2 separate regions of the Gossypium raimondii genome follow, and region 1 is linked to region 2. A link is a contact called in public Hi-C data. All regions are on one chromosome and are shown on one strand. Each heading gives the region's core, a stretch centred on a gene start, on an enhancer-like site or on the middle of the called end of the contact. The rest is flanking DNA. Distances are from core to core; before and after follow the strand shown.

Region 1 (6,340 bases), core at 584-3,083, 130 kb after region 2:
GAATTATTTAGTCAGCTACGTCAATTTTTAACAGTACAAATGAATAATTTTTTTAACAGAAAGGATCAATTTGCTCTTTGATAATGTACAGGGACTAATTTATCTATTTTTTTAATTGAAAGAGCAAAATGCAATTTTACTCCTAATGCAGGGCAGGTAATTTTACCTTGCTCCTACAACTAATATGCATCAAATGTCAGTATAAAAACATGTCACCCAATGCAAAAAAAGCACTGGAAAGCAGAAAGTTGTAGGATGGCTTGGTTCATACTCTTTGGCAATTGCATCCCTTTTAAAGAAAAATTGATAGCCAGAAATATACCTGAGTGAAGATAGCCTTGGCATTAGAGACACGCAAACGAGTCGCAATTTCTTTGGCCGCGAAACTGTCAGCTATGGACACCGCAACACATCCAGCTAATATAATTCCCAGATATATAACAACAGCACTCACTGTCATTGGCATGTCAATGGCAATTGCATCACCCTTTGAGAATGTGGCATCCACTGCATTTGCAACCACCCTGTGGTTCATTTTTCAAAATCTATGCGTTCACATATATTAATGCAACACAGAAAAAGAAAGCAGCCCACAAGAACATACAATCTGATTGCAAACTGTGACAGGATCATACATTACTTGTTCACGAAGTTCCTTTAATGTCATGCGATTCACATCCAAATCATCACGGCCTTCTTCTCTCCACACAAGAGCACAACTGTTATCCTCTTTTGTAGGGTGAGTAGAGGGCAATAAACAACATTCAGCTATATTCAAAACTGCACCAGGAAGCCATGCTCCACTAGGTTCCAGCTTTTTACTGTTATCTAGAATGCAACTTGGGGAACTGTGGAATACAACTGAAAGCTCTTCAAGAACGATAGACCAGTAAGTCTGAAATCATTCAAAGACCCCCTCTTAACTTTATATATTAGATGATCATTTGCCTCACAATCTACAAAGGAAAAAAAATAAGTGCTTACCTCAGGATGCTGGAAAGAAAATTTCTGAAAGAGGCTAAAACTTTCAATAGGGTCTTTGTATGAAGTCCCTAAAAGCTTTGGGCCATGAATCTCCATTATTCGTCCCAGGTTTGTAATTTTGGACTCATCTCTGAAAAAGAAAAGGCTAGTTTAGTAGAAGATATACTAGATTCAACTCATTTAACTCACAGCAAATAATGTATAAATAACGGGTTAATGAAATGTGAAAATTGAATCAAAATTAAATTTGATGTGTATAAATACATCAAATCAAAGTTAATGTATCAAAATTGATATATAATTTTAATATTTATCTCAAAAGTACCAACTCCTAAAATTGAAAAATATTTATATAATCCCTCAAATATACGAGTAAAACATAAATTCAGCATAGATGTTCTTCACTTGGAGAAGTATTAAATTTGAATAAATTCATAACGATTGGAGCCTGAAAGCTGACTCACACAACGGAAATAGCAAATGAGGAAAGAAGGAAGAGAGAATACAGGGAAGGAAACCAGTAAAGAGGAGGGCCATTGATGGAGACATCCCAGTTGGCATAGACAGAATAGTAGACCAACTGATGCAGGTGATGCGGGTGCCATGGCTTTAACACTCTCCTACTCACCACCTCTTTCCACACCCGTCTTGGGTCAGGGTCAGAGGCTTTGCTTGCTGCTATGGCTTGGTACATGTGGGTGGCTTCCTTTATGCTTATGGTTGACCCGCCTGCTCTGTACAAATCTTCTAACCCCACTTCACCTAGCCTCTTCGCCATCTGCTAACACTGAAACCCAAGTCTGAGTGTAGTATCCAACTATGACACGAGTTTAATAATAGCCGCCAGTGGGAGTTAGGTGCAAGAAAAGACGGTGAGCCACCTAATCAACTTATCTTAAATGTGAAACTAATTGTATTAATTTTAATTTTATTAATAAAAAAACCAATGGTTTAACGTTAAATTTTAACCAAAATTATTTGGTTAAAATGTCTCTTCCGTCCTTGTACTTTAACAAGATTTGAAATTTGGTGTTTATTCTTAAAACTTACAATTAATTCATTTTACTTTTCAATCTAAAATTTCAGTCTAATCAATAATATGCCAATTTGGCTGTCCGCAGATGATTGTCCAAAAATATTAATAAATTTTGATGAAAACTATTAATATAATTGGAATATGATTTTTAATTTTTTTAAATATTATTTTTTAATCTTTAAACTATAGGGTTTCATCTCAAATTATGTAAAAGTAAAGGGATAACAATATATTTTAACAAAAAATTTACAATTTAATTCCAAACAAAATATTTAACTTGCAAAATTATAAAAGTTTTAAAATATTAATTTTGTTAAAAATAAATATTAAATTATTAATGTTTTGATTTATTTAATTTTTTAATAATATAAAGATTAAATTGATGTATTAATTTGTATATGTGTATATAATAAAAGATTTGTCAAGTAAGCATAAACAAGGCCTGAGGGAGGCAAATGCAACCCTCCATTGCATCTTATGTATATATTAAGCATAATAACTTATTTGACCTCTAATTTTACAAAAAAATTAATTTTAGCTCTTTATTTAAGGATTTTTGAATAGTACAGTGCAATAGTAGTTACACTCTCTTCTAATTACAAAGAATTGTAATTCTTAAACATGTTTGGGCGACCATGTGCAATTACCTCATAATTCTTTATGTCATGTTTGGTAGTATAAATTGTAATTATACATTTATATAATTTATATTTAAAAATACTATTTACTATAAAGCGACAAATATTATATAATTGTAATTACACATATATATAATTTATATTTTTTATAAAGTGACAAATATTATTTTGGAGGTATTTATATATTTTTATAATTTGATAAATCTAAAAAAAATTACATGCACATTATACTACACAAATATAAAATGAGAAAAAAAATTAAAAACATAACATAAATATATGATTTTGTCTGCCTAGACCCGAAGGCCCACTCGAAAAGTGAGAGGGTATGGGAAAAAATATTGTAACACCCCAAAATTTGAATGTTTAATTGTTGAATTTTATAGTAATTAAGTCTTTGTATCTGTGGTTATGTGTTCTGTTTATGTGTTTGAAGTTAGGAGTTCGCGTCATGTCTTAAGAAAGTTTTAGCTATTTTATTCTAAACTAACCTCTATCCTTGACTTGTTGGCTTAAGCTCAATTCTGTGTAAGTCTATGTTAAGAATGAGTTTGTTGGTTCAATAGTTAAGTATATGTCCCCTTATTGGTCCTGTGCTTGAGTCACGATGTGGAGCCACACAGGCCAGTTGCCCAGGCCGTATGAGACCACATGGGTGTGTGGGTCAATTTATGATATTTTGTCATGTCTCGAGCATCGCTCAAACCGAATACAAGTCTTCTGTGAGGCCGTTTGAACTGAATTAAACTGTACAAACTGATATTCTGTTATTTGAAACCTAAGTATTGATTATCAGTGTGTATTACGTTTGATTAATGTTAATGAAATTGATTTACTGTATTCGAGTATGAACAATATTTGAGTATTTGCATAAAACTCTATATTAACTGTCATGTAAAGTCTGCATATCCATCGAGTGAGAATTGAATCAGGTGGAAGTATTATGTTCTGAAATAGTGGATAACTCACTGGTATCTGTGTTCTGATCTTGCAACTAGACTGCATTCTTTGAAACGTTTCAAACCGACACTGTGTGGTGTGTAGGGCTGGAAGGGTAATAAATACCCTATTTGGTGTGTTGGGTGGGTCAGAGATGGTGTGGAGCGACTAGTATTAAGCAATTGCATCTATTTTGTTCTGTTCTGCAACTGACTACAGTATGAATTGTTATCTATCTGTATGATTCTGATTTGCAATCGAATGAACTGTTTCTTGATTCTGAATCAACATTTGCACTTAGATATCTTAGTTTTACCGATACCCTATTGAATATGTAAATAGTTGGTTCCTTTTTGATATATTAATTCAATTATTGTTGAATGGATTTCAGGTAAATCACAGGTTTGAACGGGTCGGCGAATGGAGAGCTCGGTTATGTGTTTTACATCATTTAGTATTATTAATAATGTTAATTGTTTCGTTGTTTCAGTTAGTTGGATGATAATCATGAAGTACTAATTTATCTTTATTAAAACTTTATATGACTTTAACAGAGTTTGAATATAATTTGTAGAGTGTGTTTTGATTGTCATTCATTGTAACTCTCCAGGCTTGGCCTTGTCGTCTAGGTCGATTATGGGGTATTACAAATATAGACCCAAAAAATAGGTTTGGACAAAAAAAGTAAGGCTCATTTTTTAAACGGGCCGGATATTGGGTAAGATTTTTTGGCTCGGGCCTGACCCAACCAAAATTTGGCTAAAAAAATTTCCCCTGTTGCTGTTTATTGCTATTTTGCTGCCATTTTGCTATTATATTGCTACAATTTTGTTGTTGTTGTTTGAATATTGTATAATTCTTGTTTTATTATTAATTATGCCACTATTTTAGAGACATTTGTTTGCTAATTTGTAACTATCTTAGTATTATTTAAGTATAATTTTTTTATTGTATTTTCAATTTGTTGGGAAACATTTATTTTAATGTTTTTAATGTATTTGATGTATCATATTTTTAAAATTTTTTATATAAAAAAATTTAATACAAATGGATCTAGTTGGGCTCGAGTTCAGCAGTTTTTATCTGAACCGAACTTAGACAAAATTTTAAGTCTTTTTTCGGGCCAAATTAGGCCCGAGTCTAGAAAATGAACCTAAAATTTTGCATTGATTCAACCTAAACCCAACCCATGATCAGGTTTAAATTTATGTCTCATTTTTATTCTTTTGCATTTCAACTCAAGATATTTAGAAATATTGCTTTAAATTTTAGGAGAATCTCTTCAATTTACATGAAGCGGCTCAGTGGTGATTGCTTTCTTCGCCACAAAGGAAAAAGAACAGAACGTGAGAAAAAAAAATTGCTCAAACGTTTAAAAAAGTACAGTTACTAACGGTATAATTTAACTTAAAATTTTCATTTGAAATAATGATATAACATATCAATCTAACTTATGCAATTAACAAATTAGTAATCAAAATGTAACAAATCAATAAAGTTAGTGACCATATTGCAAGGTTTAAAAGTTCAGTGACCATAATGCAACTTAAATAAAATATAAGTAACTAAATTAGTAGTTTACCCACTAACAAATCCAAGTTTTCTCATTTCCTGTCCCAAAAATTCAATGCTACAATGGCTACTACCACTTCAAGGTCATTACAATGCAATGCAACGCAAATGTAATAAAATACCACAAGGCAACTGATAAGTAAAACCGATGAACTAGCTTAAAAATGGAATCAAAAGCGGTAAGGATGAACATGCGAACACCGCCCTGAAAGAAATAACCATCGGTCATTATTGAACTTAAGTGGATTTCATTACATTCTCTATCACACTTAATCTTGCCTATCAAATGGAATGATTCATCGCAGTTTGAGTCCACCACTGAGGCGTAAATCGAGTGTCATAGCAAGACTACAAGAAGACAAGTTGCTGAGATTAGAAATTGAATCTTGGACAGCGGAAGCTTTGTACTCCCTCCGGGACTTATTGGACCAAGTGCTGTAGGAGGCAAAGACTCTCTACCCGTGCTCGAATTAGAACTGGTTAAAGGGGAAAAAGCAATGTCATGATTCTAAGCAAAACACTGTTACTACGAATCACATACAGTAAAAGATTTGAAACCCCACCTTCCAGTAAATATGCAGGATCCATAACCTGCACAAGTTATCCACCAATGCAGTAATTAGCCATTCAAAGTGATTAAGCTGGATATTAATCTAAAAAGTCAAAAATAAGGGAAGAATACATAACAATTACATAATAAGATAGCAATGGAATGCAATATGGGGGCTTATAGAAAAGAATTTGAGCATATTTTCACATAAATAACACTTGGAAGGAAACAATCTTGATCTATGTTACTCAGGCCTGGTGTCAGCAGGATATGTGTCCAAGTGGATGTATTCAATTTTTTCCATGTATTTGGAGGGTTCTTGGAGAATCATATCCCTATATCCATGTTCGAAAACATGTAGGACACTAGTATTTTTTTTTTTTAAATGAGAAGTCAAAGCAATATAGATCTTTCATAGGGGAAAAAACCTCAAGACACTCGGCACACAGAAAACATGTAATAACTATTCATAGATGCATGCATACACTTCTAACTATGATTTCCCCTACAATGTAATATGGTTATCAAACCGAAACATACTTCAAAAAAAAAAAAAAATCTAACCAAGGCACAGGCAATGTACATCCATGGATCCAAAATTAGTCTTGAGAATACTGTTAA
Region 2 (6,401 bases), core at 1,255-3,754:
CTTACCATTTTCATTTGTTCGACGGATATGTGCTTGTCATCAAGACGAATTAATTCTCCGGCCATTGCTAAATTCGTACAAATTTTTAAGATTTAAAAAAAAATTTTAAAAAATAAAATTTAAAACTTTTTTAAAAATAATTAAAAAAATTAAAGCTTTTTTAAATAGGAATTTAAGAGGAATTTGAGAGGAAATTGAGAGAATATTAGAGAGAAATTGAGAGAAAGGATTAAGTTGTGAAAAAAAAATGAAAGGAGGGTTTTTATATATATTTTTTACCGTTGGGGTGGGTCACCAACGGTAAAAAAAGTAACTGTTGCTACTGTTCAGCGCGGGTAAAATGCGTCCCCAAGGGAGTGCTGACGTGGCAAGAAAACGCGTTCTTGAGGGCGCGCTTTCTGCGCACGTGGACAAAGCGCTTCCATGAGGAAGCGTCTTCCTACAACGTCCCCTGACAACACGCTGACGTGGATGTGCTTTCGAGGAATTGGGCCATTCCGATAATTAATTATTTATTGGGCCCATTTCAGTAATTTTTTAAAAAAATGGCTTTTAATGGTATTTTGCCCGTTTTTAATATTATATTTATTCTAAAAACATTATTTTATATTAATGTATTACGGTTATAACACTAAATTTGATTTAACAAAACAAATTAAGGTAAAAGTTATATTTTGTTGACAATAAATTTAACTAAGTAGTATTTTATATCAAATTATACAATAAACATGCATTACCCTACCTTGCTCGGAAATAAAACATTTCTTCATGAATGGAATTAACAGTACCATACAACTGCTCCAGCTCCACTTCCATGGCTTGCAATTCACAAAACAACCAGAAAGCCTTCGATGCATTATTAAAAATATATATATACACAGCATGCATGCTTATGTTTGGGCCACTTTTGCTGTTTCTACTATATCCTAATAGCATGAAAATAAAAGAAGAGACTTACATTGGCATGGCCTTTCTTGGCGACATTAAGCCAGTCCTTAAAAGTCAACTCCTGTCCTTCAATCTCCAATGCTGAAAAGCAAGCCACGTGATCTCCCTGCTCCACCGCAGTCCTTTCTCCACCCACTGAAAAATATGGCCATGCGACGACGTTACCTTGACGTTGAACTTGTGAGAATCGGGTAATGGTTGATGACGTTCCTGGTTGGGATTGATAACCCGGTACTTCCCCACCGTCATGGAATTGCTTTTCATGCCTTCCCAGATGCATTTAGGGTTAATTTAGTAATTTTTTAAAAAATGTTTTTAAAAAATATGTGCAAAAATATTTTTGAAAAGTTTAGTTTAATATTTAAGTATTTAGTATTATTGTTAAAAATATTTTTAAAAAATAAAATGACCGTTTTAGAAATGATATTATCAAATAATAAATATATATTTAAATAATGTTCAAATTAGTTAATATTATTATATTTTAGTAAGAATATAAAAATATTTTATTATGACTTGTTGTTAATATTTTAATATATAAAATATACATTTTAAAATTTAATTAAGCACCAAAGAAAAAAAGAAAAATATTATGCTGTTGGAAGGGTGAAAAATAATTAAACAAACTAAAAGTTTTAACTTTTCCTCTTCAAAAGTGCTTTCCAAAAATATTTTTAAAAGCAGATTGTTTAGCACCACTTTTCTTCTAAAAATACTTTTAAGCCAAAATATTTTTTTTAAACACTACTAAATAAGCCTTTAATCTTTCCCAATTGTCGAAACAAAAAATAAGAAAAAGACAAAATAATTCACATTAATTAATTTCTTAATAGAGAGACAGATACTGCGTATGAAATCACAAATTGCATAAATATTTATATTTTTAGAGTATAAAAGATTAGAGATTTTCTGTTATTCTACAGTTTACTTCAATATTTATCATATACAAATATTATTTATTAAATTTATTCAAAATTCTTTATTCTATCTAGATTATTTATTAAATTTAGTTGAAATTCTTTATTTATCTCGTTAATTTATTAAATTTATTTGAAATAATCTAATCAAATTGTTTAAATTTGAACCAAAATTATAAATTTTAATTTACAAAAGAAAGCTACATGTCATCAAATTTAATACTCCATGTCGTCTCTAAAATGTTATAAATTTTATAATAAGGTTTTAAAAATAAATATAATATATTTGAATTGCAAATACAATAAACTAATTTAAACCTAATATAAACTATGAAAAAGTTCTCAAAATCATGATTGAATGGTTAAAGCCACTGATCCTACTAAATAAATTATTGAAAAATTTATAAAAAAAAAACCTAATGAAACCGGTTAAACCAATTTAATTAGATCATATTAATTCACCCCTCAACCGATCAATATCTCTCCAAACTAATACATTGACCACTTATTGATTCAACCGGTCTGATCGGCCGGTCTAATTTGGTTCAACCAACTATTTGGAGAGTGTTAGTTGAAGGGCAACAAAGCTAAAAGGATAAACGGCACCGTTTTAACGGGTGATGCATCTTTCTTCTGCTTTCTTCTCAATATACGACTCCGTAGAAAGCAAATTACTGGAATCTATCATTCTCGGAACGAGTAGAGTTTGTGAGTTAGGGTTTCCAGTTAGGGTTTTGGGAACGCATGATGATTGGGATTTGATGGTGTGACGAAAGAGTAATCAAGGGTAAAAGAGAGGGGAGGGGGTGTAAATCGCAATCCTAACTGCAGTAAATGGAAAGCTTTGAATCTGAAGAACCAGAGAAGAAGAGGCCTCACTTGGATTCTCCCGCCATGGCCCGTAATTCCTCCACTTCTCCCAACCACACCAAATCTGTAATCTCTCTCTCACACTCTTCTTTTTTTTTTTTAATATTTTGTATTCTTCTTTAATTTCTTGATCAAATTAATGGCTTTGCATGATTTTATTCACTTTCTTTTTGAGCTATAATTTCTCCTCAAATCAAAATTGCTCTGGAATACATTTTGTTTTGTCCTGTAGCCAGGAAGAATAAAATGGTAAAACTGAAATATTGAATCTTGGGACATTACTTTCGACCGTTCACAAAATGGAAAGTTGATCTAAATTTTTTCCTGCTATTAGTTTTCTTCTTGGATGCTCAGTTGTATTCAATTTCTTCATGGTCTCTGGGTTATTCATGGAAAGTTTTAATTTCAAATGCTTTCTCTCTGCCGTCGAGACAGTATAGGAAGAGAAGGGGAATTTGTTTATTACTTGTTGTGGATTAATTTTGATTTAATTTATTGTTAATGGTGGGTAAGTAGTTTGCTGTGAAACTCGATTGGGTCTATACGGGGAAAAAGGAAAACAAGCTCCTTCTCTTAGCGATTTACCCATAATCAGTATATCACTGATATGCTATTGTTTGTTTAGATTTGCGGATTTAGGGTGACACACCAAAATTAAGGGTTTTAAAAAAAAAAAAAATTCTTTTTTCACTTAATTTATCTGCTAGGGTTATGTAACTCCAATTATTATTAAATTGAGCTGATAATGTGAATAGTTGAAGTACTTTGCACTAACCGAGTAGGTTTGCTGCATCAATGCTGTATATGTCAAATGGAAATATTGTAAATTAATGAAATGTGATGTCTTTTTCATCGTCTCAAATTATTTGAGTTGCCTATTTGCATCTATCTTAGAAATTGAAATTTTCCCTTAACTTCTAGTTATATTCTGGTCTCTTATCTGATTCAAACCATTCCTAGACTTGTCATGAATCAGTTTTAGGCATCTGATTATATGCATGGGCACCATAAATCCACCAGTTTGCACATTTTGTTGAGTTGATAAGCTAAGCCCTGAGCATAACCTAATTCAATATCAGGCATACCTAAAAATGAGTGGAGATATATTGTCCCCTGCCATCTGATTGAATTTGCCTTTCACTTTTTATCCATGATTTGATTTTTCAGAGTGCCATCTTATTATCACTATGATATTTCTGCATACACCCCAACGTGTAAGGTTGGTGCACATGTCAAGTAAATTTAAAATTGATAAAATACGTTTTTCATTTTTTTCCCTGCATGTTTACAAATTTGTGTTTTTAATTCTCTCATGCATTTGGTTTGATATAGATGGATTTTTTTTTATCCAGGTTGACGCGGCAGTTCTCCAGTACCAGAATCAAAAACTTGTCCAGCAGTTAGATATTCAGAAACATGAGTTGCATGATCTTGAAACCAAAATTAAAGAATTAAAAGACAAGCAAGCCTCTTATGATGATATGTTGATAACTGTGAACCAACTCTGGAATCAGGTTTTTTTTATGGCACTCTTTTACTTCCATCTGTTTTGATCATTATGATTTTTTTATAATTCTTTTTTGTTACTCTACTTTATAGTTGGTTGATGACTTGGTCCTGCTTGGAATACGAGCTGGAGGAGGCCATAATGCTTTACGAATCTTGGACGAAGCTGACAATTCTCGAGGTTCAGATCAGACTAATTTTTTGTTGAACAAATTTACTTTTGTGTGTTTTTGGAGTTGGGAGAGGTAGTGCTGTGTCTTTTAATAGTAAAAAGTCAAAGTGTAAGTTCTCTCAAATTTACAATACTTTAACTTGCCCTCTTTAGGTTCTATTCCATCGTGCCCTGTGGAGGAGATGTTTCTTTGTAGGCTTCTAGAAACAGATTTTATTGATAGAAATGACAAAGATGGCATTGCAAATTATGTTGAACAAGTCTTATTTTCACGCCATTCATCCACTAGCGAGTTGATAAAATCTCTGGAGGATACCATATCTGCTGAGAGGATGAAAACTGAGAGCATGGCTCTTTCTTTGCATGGGAAATTATCTGTTGAAGGTTAGATGATTTCTTCTTTTCAGTTGCTTAGTAATTTGTCATTTCTTGTGTTTTTCATGAAATTTTCGGCAATTTCTTCATTAGCTAGTACTTCTATCTGCAGTTTTACGTTGATTATTATATATCGCTTGCAGACACTATAATACAGCTTTCTAAGATTTATGACATGATGAAAGAAGAGGCCAAAAATTTGCGTGAGGTGATTGACACTCTACATTTGAAGCATAAAGAGTATGCTGATGGGATTCAAACATATATAAGCAGCCATGCAACCGATCAATCTGATGTTAAACGTCTTCAAGGTCTCTGCTAGTTCTTTTATGCTTGCAATAACTTCCTAACATTTATAAATGCAATTCTCAGTAGCATGTTTAGTACCAACTGATTAGCAATCTGGTTGTTTGTTAGCCATTGCCTAGATTTTCTCTTTTTTGTCTTATCATGATTGTACGTTAAAGCTGTAGTTTATTTATTCTGGAAGGTGAGCTGGAGGAAATCATGGCTGAACTTGAAGAAAGCAGAAGAAAACTAGTTGATCTGAAAATGCAGAAGAATATAGCATCTGGGATGCATGCATCAACTCCAGTTCTAGCAAATGGAAGCTTGTCACCAGAAAAGCCTGGAGATAAGACAATGGGCTTGCGGGAGATAAAGGATTTGATTGAGGAGACAAAGGTATTGATTTACGTAACTGCGTTTTTCTCAACCTCTCTCCCTCTTTTGGTGACTAATCTTATATGATATGTTACTAAACAAGTGTTGCAGATAGTGGCAGGAGATCGACTTTCTGAACTTCAAGATACACAGGAAGAGAACCTAATCTATTCAAAACAACTGAAGGATCTTCAGGTTTGCTTGGATTATTGATCTTCGAAAGTTGATTTTTCTTTCAGTTGAAGTACCCTTTTCAATAAAGCTACATATTCTAATAATTTAACTTGCAAAATTTTACTCTCATAGAATGAACTGAAGGATGACAAATTCATACAATCCTCTCGGATGTACACTTTGTTAAATGATCAGCTCCAGCATTGGAATGCTGAAATGGAACAATACAAAGCGCTTACAGATTCCTTGCAGGTTAAGTTGCTTGATATACTTTTTCACATGCTTTGGTTGCTTGAGTACTTTTTGGTCTGTTTTGAAAGTATAATTTCAGACTGATAGGTTTCTTGTCATGAGGAGGGAGAAGGAACTAAATATGAAAGCTGAGACAGCAGATGCTGTTAGGAATACAATTAATAATGCTGATTCTAGAGTTGAAGAGCTGGAGCTGCAGCTCCAGAAGTGTATCATAGAAAGAAATGACCTTGAGATTAAAATGGAAGAAGCTATTCAAGATGCAGGTAAAATAGTAAATTATAAGTTTAAGGTGGAAAATCCTGGATCTTTTGTCTTACACAAATGCTGTTTTTCTCCCCAGGAAGAAATGATATTAAAGCAGAAATTCGTGTTATGGCATCAGCTCTGTCCAAGGAAATGGGAATGATGGAAGCTCAGTTGAATCGCTGGAAGGAGACTGCTCACGAAGCCATTTCCTTGCATGAAGAAGCCCAAGCACTAAAAGCTTTGTTAAGCGATAAGGTATTTATCCTGTCTTTAGT

What was found. A called contact is a pair of places that touch in the nucleus more often than the background predicts.
Region 1: a Hi-C map of leaf shows a contact between it and region 2, with 1.8 times the contacts expected there. The contact joins the promoter of LOC105790878 here to the promoter of LOC105790872 in region 2. A contact is called at or near these places in 2 of 2 Hi-C or Micro-C datasets (both in leaf).

What each region holds. Positions count from the first base shown.
Region 1 is chr8:14,108,279-14,114,618 of ASM2569854v1, forward strand. It overlaps LOC105790878 (probable CoA ligase CCL12), which reads right to left and starts at 1,834. Exons shown (of 13, transcript XM_012618670.2): 1 at 1,491-1,834; 2 at 985-1,114; 3 at 636-895; 4 at 323-524. The coding sequence starts at 1,762. It overlaps LOC105790879 (glucan endo-1,3-beta-glucosidase 4), which reads right to left. Exons shown (of 5, transcript XM_012618674.2): 4 at 5,733-5,760; 5 at 5,129-5,645. The coding sequence ends at 5,507.
Region 2 is chr8:13,976,537-13,982,937 of ASM2569854v1, forward strand. LOC105790872 (E3 ubiquitin-protein ligase BRE1-like 2) reads left to right here and starts at 2,505. Exons shown (of 19, transcript XM_052634701.1): 1 at 2,505-2,801; 2 at 3,903-3,954; 3 at 4,088-4,249; 4 at 4,335-4,422; 5 at 4,567-4,797; 6 at 4,932-5,099; 7 at 5,279-5,472; 8 at 5,563-5,646; 9 at 5,758-5,877; 10 at 5,957-6,143; 11 at 6,221-6,381. The coding sequence starts at 4,217. It also overlaps the pseudogene LOC128042999.